Regions from separate parts of the Macaca mulatta genome. Here region 1 is linked to region 2. A link is a contact called in public Hi-C data. All regions are on one chromosome and are shown on one strand. The core of a region is the stretch at or near the end of the contact, and the rest is flanking DNA. Distances in the headings are between cores, read along the strand shown. Region 1 holds the start of YRDC (yrdC N6-threonylcarbamoyltransferase domain containing). Region 2 holds the start of MTF1 (metal regulatory transcription factor 1).

Region 1 (2,882 bases), core at 234-2,733, 54 kb after region 2:
TGTATAAACTTAATATTGTACTTTAAAATATCTGCTAAGAAGTGAAAATTTAACTTTTTGGAATTGAAAAAGCAATATTAAATACTAATGAAATCCTAATTAAATGCTTATTTAAATCTGGTAGTATCTGTGGCATTTCTTCCCAACCCTGTCTATAGTTGACATTTTTCCACCATTCCCCCCTTCCCAGCCATCAGTCTTGGAGAGGGAGGGGACAGAAAGGAAACGTCGGTCACCAGGAGAGTCTGCAGGTTTCCTTTTAATCAAGGCTCTGCTGAAGGTGTTTTGTGGGGCTAAAAGCCCCCAAAGCATGAAATGGACATGTAACATCACCTGGATCCCCCATAGCAGGCCAGACCACTCTGGCGAGCACTGCTGGTCTGCCCAAATCTGGGTAATCAGACTGGGTATTCATTGGCTACATTTCAAAGCACAGCACTGCTTCCAGCCAGGATGAAGTGGGAGTGAACCCAGCTGCTAGCAGAGCTGCCATTCCAGGCTGAGAGCCAGCCAAGTACCAGCCACTGCCAGTGAAGACTGGCCCCTTTACTGAAGGGAGTTGTTCAGAGTCCAGCCATCGGCCCTGGGGAGGGAGAGAAGTCAGGGCATCCGGCTTGGGGATGGTCAGGGCTCCGCAGCTCCATCGCCAGCATCCTTTGGAAAGCCGCCTCTGGTGGCGACAGCCGGCTGCGGGGGCGCTCCGGGTTTGGCTGAGACGTTCTAGTTGGAACAGAAAGGAAAAAAGTGAGGCTGGGAGGAAAGGCCTTGGATTAGGCCCCACAAGGATATGGCCATTTGGCATTTGGATAGTATTAACTTTTTCGAAACCTCTCACCACATCAACGGAGGTTAGGGACAAAGCAGTGGAGAGATACTTCCCCTCTCCAGGGTAAGCTAGGGCTTGGCCAGCCTAGCCAGTGGGCAGACCCCACCCCACCCCGGCCCAGCCCAGGGTGGGCACTAACCCCGCCACCAGCCGGCTCCGGGCGCCGGCGGCCCAGCTGCCGTAACATCTCCTCGCAGGCTGCGATGGTGTCCAGGAGCTGCCGCTGCCGCTGCTCCACCGCGTCCAGCAGCTGCTGGGCGCGCTCCTCCCGGGGCGCCTGCGGGGGTGGCCTCCCGCCGAGCCCCAGCCCCGCCTTCCCGCGGTCCACGCCGGCAGCCTCCCTGCCCGAGCAAGAGACAGACGGTCAGGGCCGGCGCTTGCGCGGGGCCGAGCCCCTTCCCCCCGCCCCGACGGGCCCCCTCTCACCCCCGTGACCAGTCTGAGCCCGGGCCCCATTCCATCTCCGCTTGCGCGGCCCGACCACCGCCCCCCTTTCGGCCGCCCCCCTCCCCAGCGCTGTGTTAGGGCTCCGCAAGGCCGGGCCCCGCCCCGTCCCCACCGGTCTCCTTCAATCCTCCTGGGGGTCGTGGTCCCTTTAAGCTGCCCGGCGCAGAGGTGGGGCCGAGTCTCCCGGACCGGAAGCTGGCTGGGAGCGTCACTTCCTCCCGGAAGCGGGCCTGGGCGGATGTCTCCGGCGCGTCGGTGCAGGGGGATGAGGGCCGCGGTGGCTGCCAGCGTGGGGTTGAGCGAGGGGTCCGCTGGCTCCCGGAGCGGCCGCCTCTTCCGCCCGCCGAGCCCCGCTCCGGCGGCCCCCGGGGCCCGGCTGTTGCGGCTCCCGGGGAGCGGGGCCGTGCAGGCCGCGAGCCCGGAGCGCGCCGGCTGGACCGAGGCGCTGCGGGCCGCCGTGGCCGAGCTGCGCGCCGGCGCCGTGGTGGCCGTCCCCACCGATACGCTATACGGTCTGGCCTGCGCGGCGAGCTGCTCGGCGGCTCTGCGCGCTGTGTACCGCCTCAAGGGTCGCAGCGAGGCTAAGCCTCTGGCCGTATGCCTCGGCCGCGTGGCCGACGTCTACAGGTGAGGCCGCCCCGACCCGGCCCCGCTGGGGGCGGCACCGCGGGAGGGGTTTCCGGTGACAGGCTTGGGAGACTGAGGCGCAGAGAGCGGGAGGGGCTTGTCCAGGCTTACCAAGGAATCCGGAACTGGAAGTGTGTACCGAGGACTTAACGTGCCCCAGGCCCTGAACTACATGCTGCTGAGAGGCAGCAACACACGAGAAAGGCGGGGGCCCTGTACCCTTGGCGCATTTGTACTAATCGGGGAGGCCCCCAGGAAAAAAGGAAAGAAACACAGTAGCTTAATTTAATAGCGAATGCCTTGTAGAAAATAAAACGTGGAGCTTGATCCCACCCACTATCACGGTAGCACAGCGGTGCAGCTGTTGTAGTCCCTCAGACCAGAGGCACATAGGCGCCAAGCCAGGGGTGCCCCTCTGGAGCCCTGCTTTCTGCTCAAGCTCTTAGGGAAGTGAAGCAGGGAGACAGGCGGCTCCCATTGTAAACTTGAAGGATTCCTTTCCTACGTGTGCCTAGAGTCTAGGAAAGGACCACCAGTGGTCCTTCATTTTGAATGGATTTATGCTCCTGTGTTTCCCAGATACTGCCGTGTGAGAGTACCCGAGGGGCTCCTGAAAGACCTACTGCCAGGACCAGTGACCCTGGTGATGGAACGCTCGGAGGAGCTCAACAAGGACCTAAACCCTTTTACGCCTGTGAGTCAAGTTTTCTCTTGTGTTTCCAGACTCCAGGCCACTTGGCTTTCACTAGGATCCAGATCAGACTTACCCTCTACCCCTTCCAACCTTTCTCATGATCCCCTTCCCCCTGCCTTATAGCTTGTAGGCATTCGGATTCCTGATCATGCCTTTATGCAAGACTTGGCTCAGATGTTTGAGGGTCCGCTTGCTCTCACTAGCGCCAACCTCAGCTCCCAGGCCAGTTCTCTGAATGTCGAGGTGAGTTTACCCAGTCCTTCCCCTGGAAATGTCACCAGCCCAAAC
Region 2 (2,700 bases), core at 33-2,532:
CTAAAAATGTAAAATCACTGAAAAAATGAGTGTTCGGTGAAACAAGTGGGATTTTCTGGGTCAGCAAGTCTTCCAAACTGTATATAATGCTTCCCGTCTCCGTGTGTAATATATTTTAATGATAAATGTATTTTTAACAGTGGTGGTTGTATATGTTTTTCTCTCTTAAGAGACGGCAGTTCGCTGCAGCTGGACTTTGTGGCTCAAGCCTTGGGGCCAAAGAGATATATTCCTGGCAGTCTGGTGGGTACCGGTCACTATTCACATATTTCCAGCAAGAAATGGTTATGGCACTGGCCTGAACCCCTTGACCCCTGGTCTAGTCTTTGGAGTTGTCCCACTCTGAATATTCGAGAGAAGCAGCTTATGGTTAAAACAGGCAGTGGCAGCTGGGAGGATCTAACAGCTAGATCCTCCAGGCATTTGGAAAGGACAGGGGCATAACGAAGGCACATGCAGAATCGCTTCCTGGGTACGAATGCCCACTACTGGGCACTGTAAAATGGGTTTAAGACACGGGCCAGCAGAACAATGTGAAAGGTTAAAGAAGGGAGTGGCCGGTAGGTGGCGCTAACTGGCCCGGGCATGAGTCCCGCCGAAGCTGCGTCCTCTTGCAGGGGAAGAAAGTTGGGACCGCCAGCCTGGGCCAGAGTGTGAGAAGACAGCTGGGCGTCCTAGGCAAGCGCGTGAGAAGGGAAGAGGCGGTGGCGTCCTCTCTAGCTGGGCTCAGAATACTCTTAGTTCTGCCTTTGGGGTCTTGTCTTCCTTTCTGGGCCTCCCGTCTGTGTTAACTTTGATGGGTGCTGAAGGGAAGGCCGAGGCCCCGGCGGGAGAAACCTGGGCACGTCGCGGTCGTCCAGGCTCCCCTGGCGGGTTGGAGCCAGGGTTCCGACTGCCAACTGTGGTCCTTCCCGCTGCTGCTGTGGCTGCCAGGGCGAGGGCGGGCAGCGCAAACCTGGCTGAGGACATTTCGGATCCTTCCTTGGGGATTCGTTCCCTTCTCCTTGATTCCAGTGCCGCGAGGGCGACACCCTGCGGGCCGCCCGTGACACCCCGGGCGCTTCCCCACGCGAATAAACTCACCTTCTGGGCGCCTTCCCCTCGGTGCCCCGCCCCGCCCCTCCCGCTCGCCAATTGGAGGCTGCAGCTCAGCCCCCTGACAACCTGAGCCAACCAGAGGCGCCAGGGAGGGGCGGATCCGCTGTCCCCTCCTTCCTCCGGAAAGCGGAAGCGGAAGTGACGTTAGGGGAAGGTGGGGGCAATCATGGTGCCGCTGGGGAGGGGAGAAGCTGCTGCTGCCGCCGTTGCCGGGAGCCGCGGAGGTAAAAGGCGAAACTAGACTTGGCCTGGGCTTGGGACTTACCGGGGGGCGCGGGACTTAGGCTCCCTCCTGAAGCATTTCCCAATAGAGACCTCAGTCTGGTCACCATAGGGACCCCACCCCTTCTCCGTTTCCATGGGGATGGGTATCCAGCCCCCCTTTCCTGTTTCCATGGAGACCCGGACCCTGCCCCTCTCCTCGGTGCTTGGAGACCCCCAGCTTGTCTTCGGGTTTTTCTGTGTAGCGCTGTGCTGGGGGCTATCCCAGACAGGCTCCTTTTCCCAGCCTTCTCTCAAGGGGGCTCCGTTCGCACTCCTCGTTGGCTACCTTCAAACCTCCTGGTCTTGTTTGTTCCGGACAGTTGGTCTCCGCGTTGCCGCCGAGGGTGCCCGGGCAGCCCACTGGGGTCCTCGGTGCTCTCTTCTCTCTTCTCAGATGCAGCGAAATGTACATCTGTGGGGTTGCGTAAGCCAGAACTAGGGGTCGGGCCGGTACCTCCCGGATCCGATTCTTTGGCCTGTTTCTGGTAACTGTCTAGCCACCCCACTAAGTAAAGGCTCACTTTCTAACCCAGAGCAGAAGAGAAAGATAAAATGCAAAGCCAGACTGAAAACTAAAAGGGATGTGCTGATTATTTTAAAATTTTCTGTTCTGCCTGCCAGACCCACATTTGTAGAGCCTGTGTTTGCAGATGAAGGAAGAATCACTATTCCAGAACATGAAAGCTTCAAATGTGGTATTTTTCTCAAGAGAATGTATCTTCCCAAGATAGTATATCTTCACGAGAGAGTATGTCGCCATGTCTTTCATTCATTTAGCTGACATTTGTGTCAGTGTACTATGCTAGGGGCTGTAGAAACAAAAATAATAAGACTCAATTCATTCAGGGACGAGAGCCCACTATACAACCATAACTTCTTGTTAACACCATATTGGACATAAATAGATACAGTGATCTTCATTGTTTGTGCCTGACTGGGGATTAGCCCTTCAACCCAGAAGGTTGAAACATCTGTTCTAGGTAGGAGGGAAGAAATTCACACTTGTTCCTCTACTATTTACCAAACATTGTGCTTTACATATGTTGCCTCTTTTATTCCTTATAAAAACTTTGAGAGAACAGGAATTACTAGTCCCACCTTGCACATAAGAAAAATGAGGCACAGAAAAGTTACCCATGTAGTAAAAGGCAAAGCCAGGATTTGTAGGTAGATGACTCTGCCTCCAAAGCCTTGCTCCTTCTACCATAAACTACATGAAACCATTTACTGCTTCGTGGTCTGATTTGGAGGGCATTTGAGTGGAGTTTCTCTTAAGATTTGTAGCAACTCAGCCTTTAAGCAGCTACTGTTCTGTTTGCTCTTTTGTCCCCTTTAAAT

Evidence for each region. Hi-C and Micro-C count contacts between places; a contact is called where the count stands out from the background.
Region 1: a Hi-C map of liver shows a contact between it and region 2, with 4 times the contacts expected there. The contact joins the promoter of YRDC here to the promoter of MTF1 in region 2. A contact is called at or near these places in 3 of 14 Hi-C or Micro-C datasets (CD4 T cells, cortical neurons and liver).

The regions. Positions count from the first base shown.
Region 1 is chr1:202,980,285-202,983,166 of T2T-MMU8v2.0, forward strand. YRDC (yrdC N6-threonylcarbamoyltransferase domain containing) reads left to right here and starts at 1,484. Exons shown (of 5, transcript XM_002802325.4): 1 at 1,484-1,900; 2 at 2,480-2,594; 3 at 2,718-2,837. The coding sequence starts at 1,512. C1H1orf122 (chromosome 1 C1orf122 homolog) reads right to left here and starts at 1,623. Exons shown (of 3, transcript XM_028835796.2): 1 at 1,386-1,623; 2 at 966-1,167; 3 at 240-720. The coding sequence starts at 1,013. The coding sequence ends at 625.
Region 2 is chr1:202,926,238-202,928,937 of T2T-MMU8v2.0, forward strand. MTF1 (metal regulatory transcription factor 1) reads left to right here and starts at 1,283. Exons shown (of 11, transcript NM_001257795.1): 1 at 1,283-1,322. It overlaps INPP5B (inositol polyphosphate-5-phosphatase B), which reads left to right. Exons shown (of 25, transcript XM_015135734.3): 25 at 1-142.